Linked DNA regions of Solanum lycopersicum: region 1 is linked to region 2. A link is a contact called in public HiChIP or PLAC-seq data. All regions are on one chromosome and are shown on one strand. The core of a region is the stretch at or near the end of the contact, and the rest is flanking DNA. Distances in the headings are between cores, read along the strand shown. Region 1 has its middle 22 kb from the start of LOC101249204. Region 2 holds the start of LOC101268508 (zinc finger CCCH domain-containing protein 34).

The links. HiChIP or PLAC-seq counts read pairs in DNA pulled down with a chosen protein or histone mark.
Region 1: an RNA polymerase II HiChIP or PLAC-seq map of leaf shows a contact between it and region 2, with 7 times the contacts expected there. The contact joins the enhancer-like site here to the promoter of LOC101268508 in region 2. A contact is called at or near these places in 6 of 8 Hi-C or Micro-C datasets (leaf and leaf mesophyll) and 1 of 1 datasets of contacts at active chromatin or transcription factors (leaf).

Annotation. Positions count from the first base shown.
Region 1 is chr1:72,615,085-72,617,784 of SLM_r2.1, forward strand. No RefSeq gene overlaps it. Among protein-coding and RNA genes, the nearest start is that of LOC101249204, 22 kb to the right of the region's middle. Within about 2 kb of position 1,252, at least 2 of the 2 cell types and tissues checked have open chromatin away from gene starts, as enhancers often do. A contact at or near this core is called in leaf, where this site is marked.
Region 2 is chr1:72,575,434-72,578,133 of SLM_r2.1, forward strand. It overlaps LOC101268508 (zinc finger CCCH domain-containing protein 34), which reads right to left and starts at 1,319. Exons shown (of 7, transcript XM_004229157.5): 1 at 751-1,319; 2 at 463-608; 3 at 1-52. The coding sequence starts at 844.

The DNA.
Region 1 (2,700 bases), core at 2-2,501, 40 kb after region 2:
ACACTTTAATCTCCGAAAAAATATTTATCGAACTTTATATGTTGAGAATTTTGAGGGAAATTGTGAAAAAAAAAAAGATAGTGAGAATTTACAATTTAAGGTATATATTCCAAAAATAAATAAATATGAAATAGTGGGGGATAATTGAGGAAAAATGATCAACTTCATAACGTTAGAAAATAATTTTTCAAACACAAAAATTGAGGAACTCAATCAACTAGATAAAAATATATTAGTGTCGCATAAAATTTGATATAAAAATATTTTTTTTCCATTATTTTTATTTATACTGTTCAATTATAATTTGTACTTTTAAATTTTTATTTCATAATAAATAAATAAATAGGAAAAACTGGCGAATTCTCATTTTTATTTAAAATCTCTAAAAATAATCATAATATTTACGCAAAAATAACCGACAAGTTTCGTCTATCGTTTTCCTAAAATAAATTATTAAAAAAACCATTGACTCTCTAATACTATCCCTTGATTTCCGTCCGTTAATATTTCACTTGTTTTTAGTAGTTAAAATATTTATAGTTTTTGTCATTTCTAATTCATTTTAAAGTAGAGTGTATTTTTTCTTAGGTATAATAATTTGAAAAAATTACTTTAATGATTACATTTTAATAAATAATTACTAATTTTAGTAATACTTTTCATTTATTATCATTTATAGCAATAAATAACAATACTATAATCAATCTGTAACATGTATTAAAAATGAATTATGCATGCAATATATATATGTATTAAACTTGTATTATATGTGTTTAATAAACTGTTTTCTGTAATATGAATTAAAGTTGTATCATAAACATATTAAAAATGATTAAGTGAAAAAAAATATTACTATTATAAATGATAAATATTTTCTTGATATGATATTATTATGTAAGTTTCCCTAATAAATTTCTGCTAATTATATTTAGTGTCTAGTGTAGTATTTTATATCGCATATTCTAGGACTTACCATTACTTTATAATTTATCTTTTACTATGCAAAGTTTAACAAAAAATTTTAAATACTAAAAATATTAAATTTTGGCAGAGTCAAAAAATTAAAATTATTAAGTGTATATTTAAGAAATCATTTTTTTTAGTTTGTGATAAAATTTAAAAGATCAAAATTGTTACGAGCATTAATAATTATTTTTTTCATACGTCGACAATTTTTTTGATGGACGACAATATTATCCCTATTTTGTCGGTGTTGTTGGTAAAGGGCCCACATTAATTCATAAATGCTCCCATTCAACAGACATCTACCACTAGGGCCCAGGCCCAACTTCACCTCATAGGCCCAATAATCTTTTTATAACCTTATTTTGTACTTTTGATTAATTACCAAACTGTCGGTTTAAACGATTTGGTCGGGCAAGTTTACATATTTGATCGAAAACGCAAAAATAAATTATATTTTGTTAATTATATTCATAATAGTTTGTATAATAAGTATTTATGTATTTATTGATTTGATGAATGAATATTTGTATTTATTTCACATTTTCTTTAAATGATTAAGTTCAAATTTCATTAGGGAGTCCTCCTGTCCTATAGGCCATGAAAAGACCTTTATAAATCTTTATCAGAAGAATTTATTCAAACAAATAGTAATAATTATGTACGGTTTAATGATATGACATTTTACTTAAAAGACACATTTCCACCTTCATTTAGGGCTCGTTTCGTCATGCAATATGATATTATAATAAGAAATTATGAAATGAAATTGATGTTTTGTTTGGACATGCGATATGAAATTTTGTGTAGTATATTTTCTCATATAAATATTTCATAAGTTATAAAACTATTAAAATAGCTCTAATTGTTTATTCAGTCTTATCAAATAAACAAAAATTTATAAAATCGCATAATAAATTATTACAAAGCTATTTGTTTTCCACTTAAGTAATTGTTTCATCTAACTTTAATTTATTAAAAAGTTGGACATAAATTGTAGTTTACTAGTCTTTAATATAATCCTTCCACACAGTATGGGTAATTTCCTCAAGTTGAACTTGCATTTCTCAGTCATGCGACCGAGAAGACGAACCAATATTGTTACTTTGAGTGATTTGTTGGTCAATATCATCTACAACTATATTTTCATGCTCATAGACCATAAATACTTCATCACTCTAACACTCGGTTGATGTGAGTTAAAGTGACTATATGTTGGTGAGAATAATAAATTTTAAAAAGTAATAATGTGATTATAAATTTTATTTACATATGAAATAAATGATTAGTAGATATAAATGTGGATTGTGTTAATAAAATATAAACTCGTGGATCAATTTTCTTTATTAAAATATCTCAAATTATGATATGAAATTACATGTAATTTCATATCATGGTTTTGGAAGAATATAGAATCACATCTCATGATATGGAATCATGAGATGGAATCAGCCTAAAATCACATGTTCAAACGTTGATTCCATCTCACGGTACCATATCGTATTATGGTATCGCATGACCAAACGCCTACTTAGAGGTGGGTTGATGTTACAAACTAAGGGATCGTTTCGACATAGTGTATAAAAATAATGATATGTTTGCATTATTTTTTTAGTAAACTTTGTATGCATTTATCTTTTTTTGTTTACTCTGTTAAACTTACACACTCTATTGCGTATTGCTAATATCATGATTTTTCATGTATTAGTAATGGAAAGAATTTCAACACATGTATTA
Region 2 (2,700 bases), core at 69-2,568:
GACCCACTCTTTCTGGGTATTCTCCTCCAGTAGCTCTCATCGCTCCCAAAACCTGTCATTCAGTTCATAAAACCCAACACAACCAAATGCATGTTAAAATTCCCAGTCTAGGCCACATATTAAACTAAAAACCAACAACACCAAATCTGAACAAAAGAAAGATCTCTTGAATCAACAGAGGTGACTGCAGGATTTTAAGTACACCCACCCACTACTTAGTGCAAAATACAACTCAAAGCAATGCTTAGAAAGATTTTAACAACATGATTCAAAAATGTCCAACAAAAAATAAAGGATCAAACTTTACACATCTTGAACAAAACCCACTGGAGAAAAACCCATCAAATCATAAGATCAACCCAAATTGGGCACATAAAAATCAGTGATCAAGCAAAATAAACCCTAAAAATTCAATCTTTTTTCATACCCCCAAAATAAAAGTTGCAAAAAAAAGTCATTTACCGAAGTACGGTCTCGTGGATGATTAAACCGACACCTCACACCATAACCACAGAAGCCAGTACGCAAGTAATAGATACAATCAGGCTCGTTAGGCCTTTCTGGGTAGGGTTCTGGTCCAGTACCAAGTGATAACTGCCACATAGGTTCTGCATTAAGGAAACCAACACAAAAAAAAAAGGATCGTTACAAAAACCCACATTACCCAAAATTGATAGCAGCAATTGGGGGTGAAATTCAAACGAAATTCACATGAAATTCAAATGTAGCAAACAAGTTTCCACAACTCACCTTCAAGCCCCGTCTCTCCGCCTGGAACAGCCCATTCAGACACCGGATCCACCGGTTCACCCTCCATTGCTTGGGTCCCACTGTACCTCTCCATTTTTCCTCCTCCTCTCTCTCTCTCTGTACACAAACCTATATAGATGTATCTCTCTATATATGTACGACTATACGTATATATAAAATAAAATATGTATGAACAGAAGTGAAGAAGAAGAGTGTCTGTTTGTGAAAGTAGTGTGTGTATGTGTGAATGAAGCTATGGAAAATGGTTTTGATCAACTGTGAGGTTGGTATGGGGGGGGGGGGGTTGGTGGTTTTTAGAGAGAGAAAAGTAAAGTAAAGGTTTGTTCTTTTTCCTAAAGTAGTTTCTCTCTCTATATCTCACACTCGTCACTCTATGTGTTTAGTTTGATTTTTGGTTTTCTCTCACCAAATAGCTTTTGTATCTATTCTATTTTCTCTCTTTCTGTGTGATTTTTTTTTCCCTAGGGGTAAGGCTGAGGGGGGTGGGGATGGCAGGGTAAGGGGTATAGGTGAAGATGACTGTAAAAGTCATTATGATTTTTAGTTCTAACTTTTAGGAATCAATTGCGTATCTTGTTCGGTAAAGTATATAAGAATAATAATAAATACAGTTTATATCAGTTATATTTACGTCATATGTGTCGAGGTTATATCTTGTACATGTTTTTGATTTAATGTATTAAGAATAGAAATAATTTCAGAGAACTTCACAAATATGGTGAAAAAGATTTGGAGGGACAATTGTGTTTTTAATCATGATAATGCATGCATGCATTAGTTATACTTAGATTGAAACAATGTAGCAAAAAAATATTAATTATACGCAAAATTAATGTATGTATTTTTTTAATATATTCTATCAAACAATTTTTGGGATTAATAAGATTCCAATTTTATTGTCTTTTTTCTATTATTAGAATTTTTTCCAAAGAAAATTTTTATACGTATAAAAAAAAAGTCATGTTAGATATTCTATACAAACAAGCAACCTATTATGAACAAAATAAATCGTAACGGTTGTAAATATAATTGTATATTATTATATTTTTTGGTAAACTAATATAACTATTTTTATTTATTCTATTTTATAATTTTTTAATATTTGAGGTTATTTTATTATTTTGTTTTGGGTTTGTTATTTTTTGTGTTTGTTTGTTTAAGTACGCGTTAAATATATATTAAATGTGTAAAACTGTAAATATCTTATTTTAGTTACCGTTATAATGCACTTAATAAGTAGTTTAAGTTAAATGACTTTTTTGTCCTTCAAACACCTATGAGGATATAGTAAAATCTGTAAAAATTCATATATAATTTGTTTCGCACTTAGTAAGTAGTTTAAGTTAAATTTCTTTTTTTTTTTGTTCTCTCTAATCAAACACTAGTGAAGATAATAATAGAACAATTCAAATCTTCCCAAATCATGACGTTTTTTTTCTTTCTTTCCCCATTTTCCCCTATACTACTTAAACTAACAACAATTTTTTTTTTAAAAAAATTGTATTCAATTGTTAGTTTTATTGATTGATTAATTCTTATGATTTTAATATTTTCAAATGAAAAGATTTATACTATTTTTTTTATCATTATATTTTGCACATGTATATTGTAAGTGTGTATTGAATCATATATTATATTACTTTATAATTTTTCATAAGATAGAATAAACTGCATCAAATTTAGATACGATAATTGTTTCGTACTTAATAAGCAATTCAAAAGTTAAATTTTTTTGGGTCCTTCCTCTTCAAATACATGTGAGAATATAATAAAATGTGACAAACCTTCTCACATAACAAAACTATAATTGATTGATTTTTTTGATTTTAAGATTTCAAGTAGGATGATTTATATACTTCACACTTGCATTGCACATGTATGTAAAATCATATAGTATGTTATTATGTAATTTTTCTATAGTATATAATA